2 separate regions of the Mus musculus genome follow, and region 1 is linked to region 2. A link is a contact called in public HiChIP or PLAC-seq data. All regions are on one chromosome and are shown on one strand. Each heading gives the region's core, a stretch centred on a gene start, on an enhancer-like site or on the middle of the called end of the contact. The rest is flanking DNA. Distances are from core to core; before and after follow the strand shown. Region 1 holds the start of Dtx2 (deltex 2, E3 ubiquitin ligase). Region 2 holds the start of Vps37d (vacuolar protein sorting 37D).

The links. HiChIP or PLAC-seq counts read pairs in DNA pulled down with a chosen protein or histone mark.
Region 1: a contact with region 2 is called in an HNF4G HiChIP or PLAC-seq map of pancreatic cancer cells. The contact joins the promoter of Dtx2 here to the promoter of Vps37d in region 2. A contact is called at or near these places in 2 of 115 datasets of contacts at active chromatin or transcription factors (microglia and pancreatic cancer cells).

Annotation. Positions count from the first base shown.
Region 1 is chr5:135,993,090-135,998,433 of GRCm38.p6, forward strand. Dtx2 (deltex 2, E3 ubiquitin ligase) reads left to right here and starts at 1,711. Exons shown (of 11, transcript NM_001256096.1): 1 at 1,711-1,877; 2 at 3,201-3,363.
Region 2 is chr5:135,074,861-135,080,399 of GRCm38.p6, forward strand. It overlaps Vps37d (vacuolar protein sorting 37D), which reads right to left and starts at 3,406. Exons shown (of 4, transcript NM_001199677.1): 1 at 3,202-3,406; 2 at 1,598-1,769. The coding sequence starts at 3,339.

The sequences.
Region 1 (5,344 bases), core at 461-2,960, 920 kb after region 2:
CCCAGGACTCACGTGGTAGAAGCAGAGACCTGAAGGACACATTCTCTGTCATCTATATGAATGCTGTGGCATGACCCATCCCTGTACAAAAAAAAAAAAATGAGAATAATAAAAAATAGGAGTCCTTATTTGTAAGTTCATGGATGCAAAATGGAAATCAGCAGACAGGAGTCCATTTAAGGCTAGGAGGGCTGGGGATATGCCTGAGTCAGCAGAGAGCTTGCTTAGTGTGCAGGAAGCCCTGGGTAACCCCCCCCCCCCCCCCCCCCGCTCCCCCTGCCTGGTCCTCCTCTATAGCTGGGAACAACAGTACACACCTGCAATCTCAGAAGGTGAGACAGGGGGATTAGTAGTTGCAGGCCATCTCTGAAGCCAGGTGCTAAGACACCCTGTCTCCAAAACAAATAAACAAAAAATCCCCCTACTTCCACTAGGAGGGACTTATGTAGAGCTTTTGGGGACAGACACGTTTTCTTTGGGCTGTGAAGTCATTAAGATCTTTCTGGCTGTATAGATTATACGTGGGTCCTTGGTGGCTACCATCGGCACTAGGAAATGCCAGGTGCCATCCATTCATCAGAAATAATGAGCAAAGCAGCTGTGTCTTATCAGACTGTCCCTCTGCAGTGTCAGATGGAGACCAATTAGCAGAGGCAGGAAGCAACACAATTCTGCCTTTCCAAGCAAAACAGTAGCAAGCACCCCTGCTCCTCAGTGACACTGCTGAGGCCAGGCCTCCTTGACTTCTCTAGCTGTGTTCATCTTTTCTGCTTGGTGAGCCGGGAGCAGGTTCTGGGAATGGAACAGGCTCTGTGAAGTGGAATTTTAAGGACTTCTTTTGCAAATCCAGGGTCTTCTGCCTACTCGATAGATAAGTGCTCTACCACTGAGCCAGGCCAACTTAAGCCAAGGTTTAACTTTTTTTTTTGTTTTTTGTTTTTTGTTTGTTTGTTTGTTTTTCGAGACAGGGTTTCTCTGTGTAGCCCTGGCTGTCCTGGAACTCACTTTGTAGACCAGGCTGGCCTCGAACTCAGAAATCTGCCTGCCTCTGCCTCCTGAGTGCTGGGATTAAAGGCATGCGCCACCACGCCCGGCTTAACATTTTTTAATAGATTCTTTTCTTATTTAAAAATTTTAAATCTATGTTTTTAAAGACTGTGCTTGTAAGCTCAGCAATTAGGAAGCAGAGGCAGGAGGTTCAAGAGTTTAAGAGCAGCCTAGGCTTACATCACAAATTCAAAGCCACTCCGAGGTACATGAGATCCTGGACCCCTTCCACCCCTACAAGTGGACTCTTATAGCTGGGGATTAATTAGTAGTAGAACACTTGTCTACTGTGCTTGCATTAACTTTGATCCTCAACACCACAAAAGGAAAAATCAGGGTTGGCGATAGGGCTCAGAGGGTAAAGGCATTTGCTGACAAGCCTGACACCTTGAGTTCGATCCGTGGAACCCACGTGAAGGTGGACACGGAGAACGGACTCCTAAAGTTGTTCTTTGACCTCTGTAAGTACACCCCCCTCCAGAATATACACACATAATAAAAAGAAATATAAAAATTATTAAAAATCAAATGCATCAGTGATTAGCGAGGGAGTAAGTCAGTAGGAGAAAGAGAAGGCTGGGTACATTTATATCTGCTGGTGTGCTTTGGTTCAGCCCACTCAGCTTCATCAGAACTACATTTCCCAGAAGGCACTGCGTGAGGTGGACATGCGCAGCGCGGTGCTTGGAGGCTGCGACGCCGAGTTTCACTCCGGCTGCCTCCGGCTCGGAGTCGGAGACATACTCGAGGGTTCTTCCCAGGCCGAGCCGGAGCTGAGCCCGGAGGTCGGCGGTCCTCTCAACCTGTTCCTTCTGCTTCCCTCAGACTCGGTGAGCGGGACGGGCGGGCCACCTGCTGGCGCCCAGCCTGGGGTCCCGAGGGTGGGTGGGTGGGTTGAGGAGAGGGGGCTATTGAGCCAAGCTGAGACCGGAAGGGGGCGGTCGTGCGAGGAGGGAGGGCCGTGCCGGCGGGATGGGTGAGTCCTGGGGGCGTTGGGAGCCCTGGGCACCTCGGTACCAGGGTCCTGGAGGCGGGAAGTCGCAGTTGGGACGCTCTGAGCGTTGGGGACTGGGCTGGGTGTGGTAAGAGCCCTATTTTTTGCAGAGACAGGGGTCGCATCCCTGGCAGTTTGAGTCCTACAGGACCTGGAAGAGCAGTGAGGCTATTGCTACCCTGGCTCCCTGAGGGGTCAGTTTCAGTCCTGGAGCGTTTGTGTGTGTGTGGGGGCGTTACATCCAGGCGATAGGGATCCACCACTGTCTGAGAGAGTTGGACTTTGGAGGCGTTTGCCTTTCCATTCTCGGTCTGTGTCAGACTGGGTCTCTGGGGCACTTTGGGGTGTCTCTGTTTTGAAGCTCCGCTTTTCATCCTATCCCTCACACAGCTGCAGGGTTGCCCGCGTTAGCTTTGCCTCCACAGTGGCATGAATGGGAATGTGTTCACAGGCAAGACCTTTAATGAACTCTCTTTTCTCCGTGCCGTCTTAGCCCCTTTAAAATTCTAGAGAGCCCAGCAATGTGTTGCACATTTATAATCCCAGTATTTGGGAGACAAAGGTTTGCGGGTAGCTAAAGCTTGCCTGTGCTTCATCACAAGATACTATATTACATCCCTCTCACTCCCCAAAAGAGTGCTAGCCAGGTGTGGTGATTTATGACTGTAATTTCAGCACTTGTGAGGCAGAAGCTGGAGACTCAGGAGTTCCAGTCCAGCCCTAAGCTATATACTGTGGCCCCTGCTTAAAACAAAACAAAACAAAAAAACCCCCAACAACCCAAAAGTAACAGTTCTGTGATGTAGAGTTCCCAGTAGCCACGAGAATCAGGATTGACTTCAGTTGGTCAAGGTGTCAAGTCTCTTTGCTTATTTTCTGTGTGACTTTGGTCAAATTTTTATCCTCTCTGGTGTGTTGATTTCCTTCATGGACCATCCGTGGGACCGGTTTCTGAAGTCCTCACGCAGACTTTTCTGAGAAAGGGTTTAATTGAGTGGGCTGAGAAAGACTGTCCCTAGCTTCTGCTCCCTGCCCAAGCTGTTGGAAAATAAGCCTGGTAATTTCCAGTTGCCAGCCACAGCACACGGGACCCAACATCTGTGCGCTCATTTTCTCTTGCCGATTCTTCACTGAAGACTTAATCATCTTTTTGGCAAAGGTACCTCGGAATCGGTGTGGCTGAGTCAGCAAGGCCTCAGATTTGCCGGGTTCTTGTTTGCTGTTCCTATCAAGATGGGAGCTCAGACAAGTTATTGCTTCTGAGGATCTGGTGCTTTCATCAAGAAGGGACAGTTTGGTGCCAGCTCTTCAGTGAAGAGGAGGTGAGAGCCGCGGGGAAGTTAACCTTGCAGCTTTTGAAATCTGGTGTTCCAAGGAGAAGGTGGGTGTGGACCCTGAAGGGAGATGGCTCAGTCCATACAGTGCTTGCCTGGCGAGCAGGAGGGTCCAGATTTGCTCTCCAGAACCAAGGTAAAAAGCCTGGCATGGTGGCATGTACCTGCACTTTTAATGCTAGGGAGGAGACAGGTGAATCCCTGGGGTTTGCTAGTCAGCCAGCCAGCCACGTATTTGGTGAGTGAGCAAGGTTGATAGCACCTGAGGAACTGCAATCCAGGCTGTCCCCTAGCCTGCGGGAACACCCATGCATCTGTGCACACACACACACACACACACACACGCTTTATGGACGGTGGGATTCTGGGGTTCCAGGAGTGAGATGAGGCCCAGGAGTGGATTGTTGATTGCCAGATGTTGCAAATAAATTCACGTGGCCCCTTGCCAGCACAGCCTCTGTCTAACCAGTCTCAGAGGATGCGCCATCCTACCTTAGACATCCTTTATGGGCTGGGAGCAGCTTTGGCAAAGTGCTTAGCCAGCATACAAGACCTGAGTTCAAGCCCCAGCACTTCAGAACATTTATTTTTTATTATTACTTAAAAAAAACGAAACATGCATTTGTTGTGTGCGCATGTGTGGAGGTGACAGGGCACTTTGCAGGAGTCACTTCCCTCCACCAGGTGAGTTCTGGAGATCTAAGTCAGGTGATCAGGATTGGCAGTAAGTGCCTTTACCTGCCAAGCCATCTGACTGGCCCCTCCCAATTCTATTTAATTTTTTAAAAAAGAAATAACACTTTATTTCCTGGCTGCACAAACCTGACCACCTGAGTTCTGTCCCTGGATCTCATAGTGGAAGGAGAGACGGGATTCCTGAAAGCCATCCCCCCTCCCCCAGCTTCTTCACCCTTCCGTTTCAAACACAAGTCCATACTCACACTATAATAATAAATTAAAAGAAAATATGCCTAGTAAGGTGATGGATGCCTGCCATCCCACACTTGGGAGACTTAGGCAGAACTGCAAGTTTGAGGTTAGCCTGGGTATGTAGCCAGTTCACCCTTGCATGGTGTTATAAGTTGTAATCCCAGCATTCAATAAACTGAGGCAAGAGGATCATGAGTTTGGGGCTATCCTGGGATATGCAGTGAATTCTAACCCAGCCTGGGCTACACAGGGAGATATTATCTTAAAACTAAAAAAACCAAACCAAAACAAAACAACTAACAACCCATGCTTTATAGGCTAGAGAAATGGGTCACTATTACTGCATTTGAACCAGAAGTGTTCATTTCTTTGTTTGCACAAACCTCTGCTGGGTGCCAGACGAGATCTCTGTCTTTCTGGCAACTCCTTGGGCGGAAAGACAGGTGCACCAGTTAGTGACATGGTGTTGCGATATGTGCAGAGAGAGCTAAGGTGAATCGTGAGGTGAACCCCTCTCTTCCAGGAGGAGGTAGGCAGGCAGTGTCAGGAGGGCTTCTGGAAGTGATAGCCAAGGCCAGCTGGAAAGTAAGACTGTGGAACTGGAAAGTCAGAGGAGCAGGAGAAAGCGGGAAGGAGTGTCAGCATTTGCATAGTCAGGAAGTTGCTTGGGGAGGCCTGGGCCAGGCTAGAACAACTGAGTGACTGTGGAGTGGAGAGGCTGGGAATGTGGGCACAAGGCAGATAGAGCCAGTTGTGGGGACCTTGCATTATTACTCAAAGATGTGCATACCCAGGAACCTGGTCTCCAGTGTGCTTGTGGTTCTGTGCAGCCTTTACAGGGTGGACTTTATGGGTAGGGAGATGGTTCAGTGTTTAAAAACACTTCCTGGTCTTGCAGATGACCCTAATTTGGTTCCAAGAACCCGCATCAGGCAGCTCACAGCCATCTGTAACTCCAGCTCTGGGGGATGCAGTGCCCTCTTCTAGTCTCTGTTGTCACCCTTCTGAGTATGGCACACAAACATACAATATCAAATAT
Region 2 (5,539 bases), core at 2,156-4,655:
TGGAGTCTTTGACCTGCCCAGCATGGGTGTTGGAAACCAAACTCCTATCCTTTCCAACAGCTAAGCCATCTCTCCAGCTGCCACAGTCACTGCCATCATCGCCATCATCATCATCATCAGGTCTTACTATGTAGCTCAGGCTAGCTTGCCAAATGTGGTTATTTTTGCCTCAGCCTCCTGAGTGCTGGGATTACAAACATGTACCACCATACCTGGCTCAGTATGTTCAATAACACGGGCACTACTGAGTGTCTGTGGACAGATGGCCTCCTCACTTCCACATTGAGGCTACCACTACCCAACCCATCAGTTAGGTCAGACATGAGGTGGTCCTACATCCTAGAATATAAAATAAAGCACTGGGAGGTTTTGACCACTAGGGAATCCAAGCTTTGAGTTTCTTCCATTTTTTTTTTAATTTTTATTTCATGTATATGTGTGTTTTGCCTGCATATATGTATGCGTACCCATGGACATCAGAGATATTATTGGATTTCATGGAACTGGAATTATAGGCAGTTGTGAGCTGCCATGTATGGAGGTGCTGGGATTCGAACCCAGGTCCTCTGGAGTAGTAGCAAGTGCTTTTAGCTTTTGAGCCATCTCTCCAGCCCCATTTCTTGTTTTCTGTTTGAGGTTGGGTTTTTACTTATTTAAATGTGTGTATTTACATTTTATTTGCATTGGTGTTGTCTGCATGTGTGTCTATGTGCAGGTGTCAGAGCCTGGCATTACAGACAGCTGTGAGCTGTTCTGTGGGTCTGGGGGTTTGAACCCAGGTCCTCTGGAGGCAGTCAGTGCCTTCAAATGCGGAGCCATCTCTCCAGCCTTTTGATGTTAGGTTTTTTTTAAACTGTTTTAAATAACATTTTTACTTTGTGTTCTTGTGTGTATGTGGGTGGGCACACACATACCACTCAAGAGTTGTAGAGGTCAGAGGTCAATTTCTAGGCGCTGGTCTTTTCCCCTTCCACCTTGTAGGTCCTGGGAAGCAAACTCAAGCTTGCCACCTAGTGTCATTACTTAGTGAACCATCCTCAGCCTTGATGAGATTTTGTTGTTGGCTTTTGGTTTGTTTTTCGTTTTTGTTTTTGTTTTTGAGATAGGGTCTTGGGTAGCCCAGGCTGGCCTCAAACTCACTCTAGCCAAGGCTGGCCTTGAACTACTGATCCTCCGGTGTCTGCCTCCCAAGTGGTGGGACTATATGCATATGTCACCATGCCTGGCTTGGGTCTCCTTTCTTCTACTGCCCAGGGTCTCTTCAACACAACCGTTTGTTTTTGTTTTGATGCAGAGTCTCCCCTCAAGACACAGAGCAGTCTGATCAAGACCTCCTACATAACCTAGGGCTGGTCTTGAAGTTTTGTGATCCTCCTGCCTCTGCCTCCCAAATCCTGGGATTACACACAATGGGGGACCCAGCCCAGTTCTCCATGCCTGCTTCCTCCACAGGTCAACACCTCACTCTTCCAGGAGGCCAAAACCAACTCCCTTCACACTTTGTCCAGGAGTAGGTGTGTCCCAGTCCCACCCTTAAGAACTTGGCACGAATTAAGGCCAACCCCGCCCCAAGCAGGTCTCCTGGGCCGCCCCTCACCCAGTCTCTGCAGTTTGTCTGCGCAGTTCTCAGCCACCTCTCGAAGCTCTTGGTACTTGATGGCCAGGGCTGTCCGACCCATCTCCAGGCGGGGCCGCAAGGCCAGGTTCTCCTTGGCCAGCGCGTAGTTAGAGGCCAAGCAGGCATCCCGTTCCAGCTGCAGACCCTGGAACTGCGGTGGACGAGAGCTAAGAGGCCTGGGCTCAGACTGCCCAGGGTCACCTGAAGTCCACCCTTGCACAACACCCACCACAGGCCTGGCCAAAGGCACCCCGGAGCCCCCAACCTGCAAGGGTGACAGGACCAACAGGTGGAGGGACCAGGCTTTGCCTTGCATCTTTTCTTTGGGCCCCAGTTTCTACTACAATTAAAAACAAAACAAAACATAAACAAAACAAAACAAAACAAAAAACCCGCCTAGCTCACCGAGCTGTTGTGAGACTTAAGTGAACCAAACTATGAAGGCCTCTACAAATGTTAGTTAATTTTTAATTTTTCAATTAATATGTCTGCTTAGGTCCCGGAGGGCTCCCCCCTCCCTCCTCTGTCCCATTTTCTCCGCTTGGACAGCTTGCCTCTCATACCAGGCCTTTGTCTCGCTTCCTCCTCAGGTGTTTGTGTGGAAAGCATCCCCACCCCCTGTTCTGACTCTTGGGGGAGTGATGTTTTCACCCCGAACCTTCCCAGCAACCCCCACTCAGGTCACCCTCTCATCTCTTCTACCCCCTTGTTGGCCCTCTAGTGGAACCCCACACGCCCCCGCGAACACAACACACACCCCCTTTGCTTCTGTGGTCCCCTGCCCCTGCTAGCTGCTCACCTAGCAGAAGGCAGCACTGGGGCCCTGAAGACGGCTGTTTGAGCCTGTTTCTAGGAGGGCCAAGCCTAGCTCCCCGCCCCTGGAGAATGCGCTCCCTCCATCTGTCCCCTGATCCATGCACAAGCCCCTCCTCGTCTGGCTCCTTGTAACACACACTTTCTCTTTCTGTACCCCCCTCCCGACAGACAACCAGCCCGGGCCTATGTCTCCCGTGAAATATACAACTTTCTCTTATGGTGGCCTACAGAATACAAGCCTCTGTATTCAAAGACCCATACCCAATGGCAGACACAAAGCCCCCTCCCCATCTAATGCATTACTACCCCCCCCCCATTTTCCCAGCTATCCTCCCCACCCCAGGTGTCAAGCAGGCCTTCAGTTCTCCCCCCCCAAACAAGGCGCCTCCCCTTTCTGGCCCTACAGAACGTGGGTGTGCTGAGCCAGGGCCCCCCACAACACAGCTCACCCTCCACCTCCCGCCCCCCAGAACACACCTCCCCGGAGCATCCTCGGGAGGGCACGCCTCGCGGCCATCCCGGGGTGCACGGGTGCATCCCCGGGCGCCCCCCTTCCGCACCACTCGCCCCAGGCTGGATCGGGGCGCCCCCCATCCCCCGGGGGCGGCTCCGCGGGGCCCACTCGGACGTGCCAGGCTCCCATGATCCCGAGGCCTGGCAGCTCCAGGGGGGTGGCCTCCGCTGGCTGGGTCTCCGGGTCCCCGCAGGCCGCAGCCCGACCTCTCCATCCCCCCACACCCTCCTCCTGCCCGCGCCCCCCGCGTTACCTTCCTGCTGAGCCGCACGATCCGGTCCAGCTTGGGCTCATCTTGAAGCAGATCCCGGAGCTGCCCGGTGCTGAGGATCCCAAAGCGCCCCGGGCTGCCGGGCTCCGGCCCCGCCCGCGCCGCCCGGGCCCGGTACATACCGCCCGCCCGCGCCCCCAGCTCGGCTGCTGGCTCGGCCCGATCGGCCCCGCTCCGCCCCGGCTCCGCTCCGGCTCCGCTCCGGGCTCCGGGCTCCGGCTCCAGCTCCAGCTCCGGCCGCGCGCTGCGCTGGCCGCGTTCTGCCACCAGGGGGCGCCTTGACCGCTCTTAAAGGGGCAGCCGCCGCGGCTGGCCAGACTGGGGGTGGGGCAGATAGGGGGCGGGCCGCACCCGGAGATCTCCCGCCGGGGTGTTCCCGAGCCATAGCAAACCTGTCGCTCAAAGCGGGCTCTCTCCCGAAGTCCATCCTCCCACCTATGTCTCGAAATCCAAATATCCTCTCATCTCGCCCCTTCATCCTGCCACGCTTCACCGCGGACCCTCCCACCCCAGGAGCCTACAGTTTGCAAGGTTCTTTCACATCCCCCTCTTTGGATACCTACAGCTCTCTGAGTTGGGCTGGGCGCCAAAGCCCCTGTCTGGCTGCTAACTTGGTCACGTCATTCATATCCTCTGTGCCTCAGTTTTTTTCATCTGTGAAATGGGGGATTTGAAGCACCATGAACGTTGAGATAGCGAATGCTGAGTGCCTTTGGGGCAGGGCAGGTGAATATGTAACTAACTTCCTGAGTTTCTGTTACTTTAGAGATACCGAGGCGTCACAGAGTGTTAGTGGCGCTTAGCCATAGTCTGTGTGTTTACAATGCCCTATATTCCATCCCCAACACCACCAAGAAAATAAATTAATAAAAGGTAATTTACAAAATAAAACAGATTTTAAAAATCTCAAAAGATGACATCACGTTCCTGAAGTCCTATTACTCTGATTGACAATCCTTGTTCCCCATCTACAAGGAGTCCACAGGCTAAGGCACAATCTCATTTAGTGCAACACAGAATGGCAGAGGCAGACGTGGCATAATCCCAGCACTATGATGACTGAGGCAGGGGGATTATCTAGATTTTGATACCAGTCTGGGCTTTATAGAAAGGCTCTGTCCCAAAAATACAGATGGTAGGAGCAAGAGAGATGTGAAATGTTTGTCATACCACAAGGAGGATCCGAGTTCAAGTCCTAGAACACAGGTAAGAAGCCAGACAAACCGGGCGTGATGGTGCACGCCTTTAATCCCAGCACTCAGGAGGCAGAGGCAGGCAGATTTCTGAGTGCGAGGCCAGCCTGGTCTACAGAGTGAGCTCCAGGACAGCCAGGGCTACACAGAGAAACCCTGTCTGGGAAAAACAAAACAACAACAACCAACCAACCAACAAGCATGGTTGTTCAGGTTCTTACTCACAGTACTGCAGAGGTAGCTGGACTCCCGGGGTTCCATGGTCAGCCAGCCTAGCCTGATCTATGAGGTCCAGGCCCTGTCTAAAACCAAACCAACAAACAAAAGCAGTCACAACAGCTGGGTGTTGACCTTTGTTTCCATGTGCATCTTCCCCCTGCCACGTACACATATATAATGAATGTGTTCCCTGTACACACACACACACACCACACACACACACACACACACACACACTCACTCACTCCCCACTATGAAGGCACATGACTGGTTCCAGCCAATCATAAAGACTTATGTGAAGAGGTGACAACTGAATGGGGTTTCAAAGGCTGAATAGGAGTTCTGGAGAAGATTGTAAGTCAAGGCATAGGGACCAAGAGAGCTCAATAAGGCTGTCTCTAATCCAGCTTTATCCTCCTGCCTTAGCTCCCAAGTGTTAAGATGACATGTGCGCACCACCATATCTGCTCTAACTTAGCCATAACTGAAATCCACTCATATGAAAGGACCCTACCTCTGGAAGCTGTCTCTGCCTCCCAGTGCGGGCTCCTGCCTATCCTTTCCTGTGAGTTTGCCATTCTGTTCTCCCTTGACTGTCATCCATAGTCCATCTCTGAGCGCCCTAGTCTGCTTTTTCCAAGCTGGCTATTTATTTCTGGGAGCATTTTAGGGAACTCCTGTCTGCCTCTCCCTTGGCCCTTCCTACGCTGGGCTACTAACCTTCCTCCTTAGCTGTGAGGGAGATGACAGGGAGGGTCCTGCCTTTCTGTTTATTCCTCCTCCTTCCCCCTCTCAAGTCCTAGAGACAGAAGAGATTGCTCAGCAATTAAGAGCATTTGCTACTCTTGCAGAGGACCAGGGTTTGGGACCCAGAATCCACATGGTGGCTCATAGCTGCCTGTAATTTC